Regions from separate parts of the Drosophila melanogaster genome. Here region 1 is linked to region 2. A link is a contact called in public Hi-C data. All regions are on one chromosome and are shown on one strand. The core of a region is the stretch at or near the end of the contact, and the rest is flanking DNA. Distances in the headings are between cores, read along the strand shown.

What was found. A called contact is a pair of places that touch in the nucleus more often than the background predicts.
Region 1: a contact with region 2 is called in a Hi-C map of the Kc167 cell line, with 4 times the contacts expected there. A contact is called at or near these places in 4 of 107 Hi-C or Micro-C datasets (the D17-c3 cell line, the Kc167 cell line, embryo and 1 more) and 2 of 7 datasets of targeted methods (both in the Kc167 cell line).

The regions. Positions count from the first base shown.
Region 1 is chr3L:13,410,833-13,414,143 of dm6, reverse strand. It overlaps flr (flare), which reads right to left and starts at 1,301. Exons shown (of 7, transcript NM_140385.4): 1 at 1,169-1,301; 2 at 706-827; 3 at 1-86. The coding sequence starts at 1,202. It overlaps CG10222, which reads left to right and starts at 1,691. Exons shown (of 1, transcript NM_001300131.1): 1 at 1,691-3,022. The coding sequence starts at 1,692. The coding sequence ends at 2,615.
Region 2 is chr3L:13,045,517-13,048,586 of dm6, reverse strand. CG11279 reads right to left here and starts at 1,610. Exons shown (of 2, transcript NM_001300127.1): 1 at 1,416-1,610; 2 at 1-1,352. The coding sequence starts at 1,506. The coding sequence ends at 1,135. Syx13 (Syntaxin 13) reads right to left here. Exons shown (of 3, transcript NM_079330.3): 2 at 2,992-3,070; 3 at 1,693-2,370. The coding sequence ends at 2,192.

The DNA of each region.
Region 1 (3,311 bases), core at 52-2,551, 370 kb before region 2:
GATGCAATATAAAATCCGCTGGGCGAGTACTTGGCCACGTTCACTGCACACGAGTGCTCCGTGTAGACATCGGCAATGGCTGGATTCTATGGTGCGGAAGAAAGGGAAAAGCATACATACATATTTTAGAGACACTTTTAGCAAATTAAAACAAATTAATGGTAAATGGGATCCTAATTATGAACATAGGTGTTTGGTTTTGAATTTGTTATGTATGTTTCCTTCATTAACATTTCATTTTCCAGAACCTGAATATCTTTTGGCGGAAGATTTTATTTCTTGATCATTAAAGATACCATAGAAGTGGCGGGATTATCGGGACAAAAGACAAAGAAACATGGAAATATTTTGAATTTATACCGATTCAATGGGTGAAAGATAGGCAAACACATAGCTGCTGTGAAGAATCACTTTGACCAGATGAAAACATCATAATGATGATGCGTGGGCGGCAAACAAGAAATGTATCTATGTGCCAGTCTGTGTTTTGCCGGTTGGCCTGTGGAATGGGAATCTGTGTTTTGCGCCTTATATACTGTACATATATATATAAATAAATATAGAACAGCTGCCCGAAAGCCAGAAAGCACACACAAACTGGCAACAGAAACTGCAGCCTGTCCAAAAATAAAACACCATTTGGACGTAAATGCCATGGATTTATGGCAGGAACGGAGCAGCAGGCTGCAGCATATATCAGCTTACCTCGATGTTCCGGATGATCACAGAGTTTCCATTGGTGTACAGGAAGTTCTTGCCCTTGGGATCGGCACCCAAAACGATGGGTTGGCCGCGTTGGGTGCGCGGCAGAGTTGCGTAGATGTTTTCTGCAATTAAGCGATTATTTCGATTAGAAATGGGCTGTGACTGCTGCTACTCAGATAACGCCGGCAAATTGGAGTGGGTGGAAAATAGGGTGCGGCTTCGTTTTTGGGGAGCGAACGGGAACGGGGTCGCTCCAACGGCTCCACACGCGCCTCCTCTTACTGCTTAAAAAGGTCTTTCATATGCATCTATGCCCATTTATGGGCATAATCACGGTGCTTCCGGCGATTGCTTTCTGCTTTTACCGTTTTTCGCCTGTTGACTCATCCCCCTCTCTACGTATCACATTCGGAGTGGGATCGGATTCATGACTCCAGTTTATCTCTGTGGGATTCCAACTCACTGTTTTCGTACGCCGGTGGTTGGGGTTGTGCCATTCTGGTGATTTCTCGGTGCTCCTGAAGCCTTTACTAATTAGTGCGAAATTCCGCGGATAAATGAAAACACCAAACTCAAGTTCGCCGACGATTAGTGGTGGGCTAAGATCGATGTTTTCACCATCGTCGTCATCGATGGTTTTTTCTTTGCTTTATATCGACTTTGCGCTGCGTTTACCCCTTTTTAACAGCGAAGTGAACTGGAAGGAAATTAAAAATATATTGTTCTGTGTTTTATACTAACAGTAACTACTAATTGCTACCGTTTTTAATTATACACTAAAAAATTGTTTTTTTTTTTGGGATTGAGTTTTCAATTTCCTATATTTGAAAAGGAAATATATAATCAAAATTGTATTTTTATCTAATTTAATAAAATGTATATTTTTCAAAAACTATCTAAATATCGATAAATTGCGCCAAATAAATTAATCGGTCTCTGTGGTTCCCCACCTCTACCATTGTTTATATTTTTCATTTTCCGCAAGAATGATGCAAAGATTTCCGACGCAGGCGACCGTGGAGAATCCACGTTATGGACAGCTAATCATAGGACCTCCTGGTTCTGGGAAAACCACCTATTGCGGTGAGGCCCTTAAGTTCTATCGCGAACTGGGCCGTCAGGTGGGCGTTGTGAATCTGGATCCAGCCAACGAAAACATGTCCTACGAACCGGTGCTAAGTGTGATGGAGCTAATCACTGTGGAGGATTGCATGGAGCACCTGAAGCTGGGACCAAACGGAGCTCTAATGCACTGCGCTGAGTATCTGGCCGACCATTTGGAGGATTGGCTGTTGCCGGCACTGCGCAAACTAAGCGCCACTTACAACTACTTCCTGTTCGACTGTCCCGGCCAAGTTGAGCTATATACCCATCACAACGCTATGGCCCGGATTTTCGAGCGTTTGGAGCGTGAAAGATATAGCCTGGTCACCGTTAACCTTATAGATTCCCATTACTGCTCGGAGCCTGCCAAATTCATTGCCACTTTGCTGATGGCATTGAACACCATGTTGCGGATGAGTCTACCCCACGTTAATGTGCTTTCCAAGGCCGATCTGCTAAAGAAGCACGAGACCAAGTTACACTTTAACGTGGACTATTATACGGACGTCCTGGACCTCAAGTATCTGCTGGACAAACTGGACGATGATCCCGCCATGCGCAAGTATCGAAAACTGAATGCAGCCATCTGCTCCATGGTGGAGGACTACGCTCTCGTTTCGTTCCAACTGCTGGACGTCTTCAGCACGGACAGCATGCTCCGCTTGCGCAATCACATCGACAAGGCTAATGGATACGTCTACAAGGCAGGTGAGGAGCAGACGGTCAACTCACTACTAGCCTGCGCCGTGGGTGCAGAAACTGAGGCCGCTCGCATGGAGCATGATGTCCAACCCTATATGGAATAAAAGAACTGAAACTAATCGAAAATAGCCTGTGATATTGTGCATTGTATTTCGAAAATAAGTTATACAAGTCGAGAGTGAGGGATTAAGGTACGGAATGAAAAGCAGTGATTTTTTGGATTTATTAAAATATTATCTCGGCTTGAACTCTTAAACTTTTTTAGTTGTTTTTCTAACCACATATTTTTAAGAGGAAATAAACCTTTAAAGTTGTTTAAATACATTGCAATAAGAATGGTTGATAATCACTTGAGGATCACCTAATCGGAAAACACCAAGAGAACTCTACATTTGAACTTGGAAAATCCAGACCACCACTAGATGTCGCTGCAAACGTTAAAACGTATGATGTATGTAAAATTTTACAGATGTACAGAATTGTACGGGTTTGAATTCAGAATTATTAAATTAAATTTAATAAAAAAAAATACAACAAAAATCATTTCGTTTTGTTTTGTTTTTGGGCTTTGTTGACTTTTTCAGAAAATATGTCAAATGGAGAAAATTGTATTTATATAAATTATGATTTTAAGAATATCCTTTGCTAGGCGAATAAAAATTGACAATTGAACTGATCTAAAATATCAATAAAGAAACTTATACTAAATAATAACTTATTACATAAGAACAGGTATGAATTTCGAAGTCTGGTAGATCTCATCAAAAAGACCCACGTTTCTCGGTAAATTAGTTAGGCTT
Region 2 (3,070 bases), core at 361-2,860:
GGCTAATTTGCATGCGATTGAAATGGCGCGGAATCAAAGTGCTTGATAAAAGGGGGTGAGTGATAAAAGGGGGTGGGCTGCAACAAGGGGAAACAAAACAAAAACACGCAATCGGCTGTGAATTTTTCCGGCTGCATGTGAGTGCGGGATGCTGGCTAATTAAAAGCGCATCAAAAGCGGACAGAATTTGCATAGCAAACGAAACGAAACGTTGCGAAAATTAAATAGAAATTGTTAGTGGCACTTTTTCCTTTTCACTTCGTCAAAGCTGCCTGCCAATGACTAAAAAGTTTGTCATGAATAGCTGTCGTTAAAGGAGCGGAATTACGGAATTTTGGAATTCCCCCGAATTCTGGGCGAACGGAGCCACAGCGAATCGTCCAATAAATGTCAGCGGAACCAACTTTGTTGGCCAACTATTTTTATAATTAAACAAACTGATTGTGATAAGTAGGAAGCTGAATGCAAAAGTTCTTCCAGCAGCGGCCACCAAAGGTCCGCTCATAAATTGGCCAAACGTCAAAGTAAGCATTGTACTACTTGGTCAACAAGTCCTTGAGACAGCGTTGGGAAAAAGTCAAAGCTCACGACAAGAAAACTTAATGAAAACTTCAAAAATTCGTATAATTTGCACGGCATTTAAAAGAAAATGTTATCGTTCTTAGTAATTTGCATTCATTGTGAAACATACTGAATAAAATATTCAAGATTGTAAGACAATGTACTCTGCATTTGGCAACATTTAACTTTTTATAACATAAAATAGTTCATACTAACATTGAAAATGAATTTGTTCATTTAGTATAGCTTCTAATGAATGAATTTAGTATCAAATATTAGGTTCACCTGACCATCAATAGAAATGCAATCCTAAAACTCAGCGAGAACTACAAAATTTAAGTAACTTTCTTAATTTAGTAGACTGTTGAGAGATTGCAGATACTAACAACGCTTTAAAGCTCATATGCTCTGATATTAGGCGGATTTGTTAATCCTTTTGGCAATCTTAAGAGGAGAATTCGTTTCCTTTGGGTTCCAATCGATGCTATAACAAAGGAAATAGTTTTAGAAATGTTTTACTATACAATATGCAGGTCATTTGGTTATCAACAGAGTACTTATGCCTAGAGTAAGCTATTCCGCGGACTTGGCGGTACTGGCCGCCGCAGCCGCCTTCGCCTGGGAGGCGTGGTGCTTGGCCACCGCCTCCTGGGCCTTGCTCAACTGGATGTAGCCCTCGTGGGCGCGGGAGCGCAGTTCGCTCTCCACGCTCTTGTTGACCGACTTCGAAATAACGGACTTGATCTTCTGCGTCTCATTGAACTTGGCCTTTTTCGCCTGAATTGGCGCATCTGTAAATTAATAAAACAAAAACATAGAATTTGGAGAAGATTGTTAAGCATGTGGGTAATCACTTGATCGACGGGTGAAAGCAGCTTGCTTTTGGTTCTTCTTTTTCTGTATCGCTGCTGGTAGCTTGGCCTTCTTGAATTTTCCCTGTGGCATCTTTACAAATGACAAATTTTTATCAAGAAAACGAAATATAAATGTTTTGCTGTGCAGCACGTTGTTTTGGTTTTGCCCCACACCGATAAGTCTATCGATTACGTCCTATCAATTTAAGCGGACTGCCAACCTATTGCATCCTCTTTGAGCCACTTGGCGCGCTTTTCAAATCACTCAAATTGGTTTGTTCGGTTTATTTTATTTTCGATTGCTGGCTCACTTATATATAACTTGTAACATATATCAAAAGGGAATACTAAAGCCGCAGACGGCTTCAGCAATCCGCCTTCCGCTTTCTCGAAACTAAACACAAAAATTTTACAAATTTCAATGCAAAACTCAGATTGCTCGCGATAATCGTTTTTAACAAGAAATAATTAACATTTAAAAGCGCTGAATATTGTTTATATGCAAGTTAAGTGGGATTCAGTATCCTTATTTACTTATGTATATATATGTAGATATATATGTATAATTATAAATATGGTATTTGTTTTTATTTTTTGCTTTAGCTTTTCCTCTACATTCTTGTTGTCTTTGCTCACTTGGTGATTAAACAGAGTTCTCAACGATCGAATATTTTGTTTCTTATAAAAATCGTTTTACAAAAATCTATGCGTGTGTGTGTGTGTGGGTTGTGTATGTTTGCGTGTGTTTGTTGAATATGGGCGTAAAAATAAAACAATTAACTGTTCAGTTTGGCAACGATAACGCCAGTTACGATTAAACCTATTATCACAGCGATCACCAGGAGTATCAAGATCTTGCGCCGGTAGCTCTGGCGACTCCTGGCCGCCTTGGCCAGTTCCGAGGTGCCATCCTCAACGTTGGCGGCCGTCTGCTCAATACTGTTCTCGATGAAATCTGGAAAGAAATTGAGATTTGCTTAGAAAGTGTAATCAAAAACAAGTACAAAAACCTTCCATCAAGCAAGCACCTAGAAATTTTCAAAACTATTACTAATAAGGAGTGAAAAATTTTGGATATTTAAACCTGTAATAGCAGTCAGTAAATATTTTATAATATTTGCTTGCTCTTATCAGTTTCTTCTTATTTTTGTAAGACCCGAAATAATTGATTACTGTTCAAATAAACAGGAAGTTAAATTAAACGATATGATAAGCGTATGCACACATTACTTGCCAAATGACACGGGTTTTCATAAAAGATATGGAAAATTAAAACGTCTAAGTCGTTGTTGATAATTCCAATCAATTTCGAAATGTGCATTGTTATTGAAGCAAAGTCAATGATTCATAATTTCTTGCACATGTTTACTTATCAACTCATTTGAGAGATTTGCTATGCAACCTTTAAGCAACTGATAAGCTCTGAATATTTTGTTTTACCAATGGATTTCTCCATTTGGACGCTATTAAATATGTGGAACTGCGTGCATTTGGGTCGTAAAGTGAGAGCCCTAATTACGGCTTGTGGTTTCTCGATTTGCGGTCGTTGAGCCCCACTTGGATGGAGATTACTCACCCATCTGCTGCCCCTGATCGTGCACCAGTCCACTCAGCTGGGTCATGATCTGGTTGACATCGATGATGTCCGACTCTAT